2 separate regions of the Arachis hypogaea genome follow, and region 2 is linked to region 1. A link is a contact called in public Hi-C data. All regions are on one chromosome and are shown on one strand. Each heading gives the region's core, a stretch centred on a gene start, on an enhancer-like site or on the middle of the called end of the contact. The rest is flanking DNA. Distances are from core to core; before and after follow the strand shown. Region 1 holds the start of LOC112766946. Region 2 has its middle 11 kb from the start of LOC112765034.

Evidence for each region. A called contact is a pair of places that touch in the nucleus more often than the background predicts.
Region 2: a Hi-C map of leaf shows a contact between it and region 1, with 3 times the contacts expected there. The contact joins the enhancer-like site here to the promoter of LOC112766946 in region 1. A contact is called at or near these places in 2 of 8 Hi-C or Micro-C datasets (leaf and an unstated tissue).

Annotation. Positions count from the first base shown.
Region 1 is chr17:129,619,329-129,622,528 of arahy.Tifrunner.gnm2.J5K5, reverse strand. LOC112766946 reads left to right here and starts at 1,442. Exons shown (of 6, transcript XM_025812841.3): 1 at 1,442-2,364; 2 at 2,446-2,712; 3 at 3,185-3,200. The coding sequence starts at 2,173.
Region 2 is chr17:129,664,816-129,668,015 of arahy.Tifrunner.gnm2.J5K5, reverse strand. No RefSeq gene overlaps it. Among protein-coding and RNA genes, the nearest start is that of LOC112765034, 11 kb to the left of the region's middle. Within about 2 kb of position 1,730, at least 3 of the 3 cell types and tissues checked have open chromatin away from gene starts, as enhancers often do.

The DNA of each region.
Region 1 (3,200 bases), core at 193-2,692:
GTACCTACTATATGGGTCTTTAATTTCTAATATATTGGTTGTCCTTTAATTTCGGCGTAAACTGTAATAATGCTACAACCAAAACAAATTACACGGATGATGATGTCTATTAACCAATTTAATAAACTTTCACATCGAAGTCGTGAAGGATCCATTAGATTTTGTTGTCACTTCAGGGAAAAAAAAAAAGAAGAGAACTAGTAAGAGTAAAGAGGCCCCCACTATTTGCCTTAAGAACCTTTCTAAGAGGCGACTTCACTTCTTCTTGATTAACCTTATTATATTCGAATTCAATAATACTACATACCTAGTAGCAGCTTAATTTGAGTGTACTAATAATGTTGGTGATACCCGGCTTGTTAAGCATAAGTTCATTTTATCAACTTTCTTATTTTAAGTATAAAAATCTTTTGCATGTATTTTTACTATTTTCTAAGTGAGAACGTCAAAAATCTACATATCAGTAAAAAAATCAAAACTTTCAATTAAAAGTGTTTGGACCTCAAGTTTAAATCCAAACCTAATTCGATTTTAAGTAGTGCTTCAGAATAAACGCAAACAAATTATTAGGATAAAATATATTTTTTATTTTAATTTTATCTCAAAAATTAATTTTTAATTTACATCAAATATATTTATAATAACTCATTTTTTAAAAAATTTATAGCCAATTCAGTAACAATTTTATAAGAATAACTATCAATATAGACAAATCGAAAAATTTTAGGATAAATTAAAATAAAATAAAATTTAAAAATAAAAAATATAATTTATCTTTTATTTTATTATATTGTTATTCTAATTGCAACTAGTTTGGCAACAGTAGTGATAATAAATTTCTATATTGTCTTGATCATTTTGAACCTTCGAGGGTCCCATATATATATAGTTGCTGAATCCTGACGTCTTTATGTTTAATTTTCCATTTGCAACACAAAATTGCTAGCTTGTTGAGATGAGAGTGTGGAATAATGATTTAAGCTTCCATTGGAAATTTGGAGGGTATATTTGCAAGACAGGAGTGACTGTCGAACTAAAAAGTATACCTAGGTAGGTTATTGTCGGAACGAGTAATAAAATTAAAATATAGTATTTGTCACGCATATATTTCTGCCATGTGTAATATGCGTTATTTAATTTAAGGAGTTTGCTAGATAAACAATAATTTATATAAATAATAGATTCTAAAATTTGCCTAATAAAATAAAAATACACTATATTATTAAATTATTCACCTAAATCTTAATATTAGAATAGTTATCTGTACACCTAATAAATTAAATATCTAATATATCTATTGTTCATATTATTTAATATTTTTATTGTCTATATATACTTTTCTTTAATTTAATAATTTCTCATGACGCTCTATATATTATGTGGGCTGTGACAGGAAGATTCCTTTACTTTAAGGTGGTTACTTGTACAACTTTTATTATGACGACTAACATTGAAAATTTTTCTCTAACGAAATGATGAATATTCTAAATCATTAAAAGGTTGAAGAATCTTAGAACAGCTTCCAAGGAGTAGCTAGTATCATATCTTAAAAGAGATATCATTAAATTAATTGTTAGTAATATCTATGGAAAATTTTGGAAAATTGGTCGGACTCAGGAGGGAGAGCGCTCTTCAAAGTTTTTATTGTTATATATCTATAATTGGGCCTTTAAAAAAGTGGCAAGCACAATAATGAAGAGTGGAATAGATGGCCCATTTTGTCCATGAACCCATGAGAGCCCACCAAAAAAGAAAATTCACCTTTCAAGTTAGTCAGACGAATTTAAATTCTTTAAATTTTATATTTTTATTTAAAAAATTAAAGTGTAATTTCTTATTTTTTGAATATTTTTTTATTTAAAGTAAAATCCAAAATTTTAAAAAATTAAATCCTAGCCAGCGATATAAAAAAAGTGGTCCCAACGGCTAGAATTTTCAATTTGAATGGAGTGAGAGAAACAATGTCAGAGATAGAAAGAGTTTGATTCTCCGATCACACCCAAGGGTTGTTGCTTTTTCAACATCAGTTTCTTCAACGTCTCTTTGAAAGTTCGTCTCTCACATTGAGAGAAACCCTAGAATTTGGGGCTTTGGTGTTCTTCGTTCTTCTCCTTTCTATTCTCTCGTTTGAATCATCGGCACACTGATTTTCAAATTCCAGAAAGAAGAAGAATGGATCTTCCGCGAGAGGTAGATGATTACATCAAAGAAACCATAGATGATTTCTTGGGTCTACCGATTTCGTCGAAAACCCTAGTAACAAAGCTCCGAGCATCGCGAGAGTCTGAACGGCGACTCCAAGAACAGAACCTTTATCTTCTCTCCAAATTGAAGCAGAAAGACGAACTCGTCGAACGAACTAAGGTTTCACTTTCATTATCTTCTCTCCAAATAAAATAAGTTTTACTGTTTTCTATTTTTTACTTATTTCTTGGTTTGGAGCAGTGTGAATCGAGTATGAATGCTCAAGCCCTGAAGAAGTTCGTTGAGGAGAATCAGAGGTTGGCCATGGAGTGTGAGAATTTGCTGGCCAAATGCCAGAATTTGGAGAATGAGTGTGTACTGTTTGAGCACGACAGAGAGGCGTTGATGGAATTTGGGAACGATGCCGATGGAAGGGCGAGGGAGGCTCAGTCACGTGTCCTAGATTTAGAGCGGGAGCTGCTGTTGTTGCAGGAAGAATTTAGGAAATACAAGACTTACCATGAATTGGTACTTAATACTTTTCTCTTCTATATATATATATATATAGAATTTTTTTGTTGAATCTGTCAGCCATTGGTATGCTTTTTTCCTTCTAACAATCCTAATCAAGAAAATATTTTAATGCTAATTAACGGGACTGTAGGGGATTTCAGTGCTGAACAACATTTTTTTCTTTCAATCATAGCAGCTGTGACTTTATGAGATGTGAGTATAATTGTGTGTATGGTTCCTTAAATTTCTGATGTGGTTGGTGGCTAGATGATCATTCATTCATAGTTGGGTTGCTGCAATGATACAATCTTGTGATCAATGTGCTTTATCAGTGTGTTATACAACCTATGTGTACTAGTCAATCTTACTGTAAATCAGTTAATTTTCTTGTTCTTAAATGGTGAAACTCTAGTACCTTCTGCAAATTGCTAGTTCTAGTTCCTTTGGTTGGCAATGTTAACCCTGTATATTTGCTTTTCCCATGAAGGCTGATACTTCTTCTA
Region 2 (3,200 bases), core at 481-2,980, 45 kb before region 1:
AAAATAAAATTAAACTAAAAAAATAAAAATACCTAATTTTGTAGATAATTTCACCATTAAAATTAATTTTTTTTTGTCGTACGACCCGTCACTGTGACTTGCTATGGCGTTGTTCTTATTAGATATTATTATTAACGTTTCTTATTTTTCAGTTGAGAGACAGTCTCTTGAAGAAGTCAAAGAAATTCAATTTTTTCTTATTTAGTTACTAAATCTATTTAAAAGATTTGAATTCTTTTAGGCGATTTGATTCTATTTTTATTTGGATATAGAATTGTAGGAATTATTAGTGTTTTTCTTTTTTTTTTTAGGGAGTTATTAGTTAATATTAAACATGATAAGATGGTAGCTATTTATTTAGAATATCTAATCTTTTTAAGAGATTTGGTTCTATTTTTATTTGGTTATAGAATGGTAGGAGTTATTAGTGTTTTTCTCTTTTTGGAGTTATTAGTAAATGGATAATGTTAGGTAGACAAAAAAAAATAATCAGAACTTGTCTTATTTAGTATTAATTAATTATCGTAACAATTAATAAATGCTAAATAAGACAAGTTATGACTATTTTTGACTAATTTTTTTTGTTACCAAATATTTTTATTAATAAATATTGAATACGGTACTATCTATTTAAAAGATTTGAATCTTTTTAGGAGATGTAGCTCTATTTTTATTTAGTTATAAAATCGTAGAAGTTTGGATTTATTAGTGAATATTGAACATAGTTGTTCTAATGAGACAGAAAAAAAAATGTCACTTGAACTAAAAAAAATTTTATGTACAAAATACTACTAATTTTTTTTTATAAAAAAATTTGGAAGATCTATAATCTTTTATTTCCAAGCTAAAGCTTTGTCACTGTCTATCACAAATTTAGAAAAATAAATTCTTATGCGGATAGATTGATTAGACATGACTTTCAATGTAATTGTCATATATTTTTGTCTTTACTCCCCTATATCTTTTTTAATTTTTTTGCTGATTTAGTTGAAACAATATTTTCTAAAATAATGACTATTTGATGTATAGGTCTGCATGCATAAGGCGGGATTCAAACCTTCAACATTTATTTAAGTGCGCTAGTGAACTAACTACTAGACCAACCCAACTTGATTTATTATTATTACTATTATTATTATTATTAGCTATGAAGCACGGACACTTCATTGAGTTGCCGTGTCCGCGTGTCGGACACATTTCGGACACGACACTCACCGACACTCGTCCGATACGCGTGTCTACTGTGTCCAACCGTGTCTTGATAAAAAATAAAAAATTTATCTCCGGACACACCTGGACACACCTAAATATCATCACGTGTCAACGTGTCCTGTCTTATTCTTAACATATATTTTTAAAATAAATTTAGATATAGTATATATTATTATTTATTAAAATAAAAAATATTTTAAATACTTGATATAATTAAAATAAAATATTAAAAATAATTAAAATTTTTAATTTATATTTTATATGTATGCGTATTTCCGTGTCATGTAAGATTTTAAAATTCGCGTGTCGACGTGTTTCATGTCGTGTCATGTCCCGTGTCCTGTCAGTGTCTATGCATCGTACATTATTAGTATTATATGTTGAAAAGCTGGGGACAAGAATGAGCTCAAAACTCTAGGACTAGCTTTTTTTTTTTTGTAAAAGAAGACTTATCTTAAGGGGTCCGGATTCTGAGGTTACATGGGCTCATACAACATTTTTTATGGGTCAAAACATTAAATCGCAGAATCTATATATTAGGAAAACATATATGTATATTGAGCCTATTTATTGGGCCCAATTCAGCTATTTCATTTACCCTTTATTTAGGTTTTTGTTGTTTCTTGGTCCTTGACCCCTACCATCTAACCAAACAACGATTTTTGGTTTAGCTTTAAACTCCTTCTGAGCAAAAACTGCTAACCTGAAAAATACGACCAAAAACACAAAGACCGAAAAGAGGAAAAAAAAAATTAACTGCTAAGAGCTAGAGTTAATCATTGCTGCTTAATATAACAAAAAAAAAAAAGAAAAAAAAATCATTGCTGCTTAAGTTTGCTAATGGCATTCAACTTTGATAGATGATGTTCTCGAAACAATAATGAGCTTTCTTTTTTGTTACTGTTAATGTTACAAGTGTGAGGAATGTTAAAGTTAGTCCCAAATCAAATAAAGTAAGGAAGAGTGAGGAGTTTATAAGATGAGAGATCCATTAATTTACTACTTTAAGGTTTTGAGTTAGATGTGGTGTCTTCTCATCTTATATTATCTTACTTAATTCCTCCTCCCACGATTGGCCCAACAGTTCCATAATAAAGGATTACAAACCAATATATAATTAGGGTTTATTTATTTCTATACGATTAGGGTTTTACTTTTACAGACTTGTATTTTAGAGACTCTAGTTTTAAGTTAAATTCAAGGATTAATGGATCAAATTGTGATAATAAGAGTTAACTACTTTTTTCATTAATCTTAATTAGGTGACAAATTAACCACATGCGATGCAAATATATTGTGCTGAAAATAGCATAGAAAAACATATTATTACTCCTTTATAATATAATCTTTGAGTAATATTACGTCAGTAAATATATGTTAGCAATAATTTTTATCTATATATAATATATGTTTTACACATAATATATAATATATAATTTGTACTTATATTTATTAAAATTTTACACACATGAATTAAAATAATTTATTTTTAAATAATAGCTAAAAATATTAAAAGTTATTAAATATATTTGGGTATACGCCGTTACGCAATGTCGCAATACGGAGTGCAAATCATGTTAATTAAAAATTATAATTAAATATGATACAACTAAAAACATGGAGATTATAATCTATGTATAGATTATGCAGGCCCCTGGTTTTGGTTAAGAAGCGGTTTCTTTGCTCTGCACCGTCTTCATCAGAAACTCAAGAAAAGCATATATATATATATATATATATATATATATACGTATATTGTCATATTGTGAGAGTAAATTGTTGCTTGGAACCAACATGTTGTTGTCCATTACAATAAGGTGAATCGTAGTGTCAACTTGTGTGTACTACATGACGCTGTTTTCATGGGAATTTTTGTCTCTACGTACCCACTCCTCATCCTCAATATTCTACTATTCTATTATTTTGGGTTTATATGAATCCAATATTCTTCTAATTTTTAAACTCTCAAATTCTGCCCAGGTGTTATT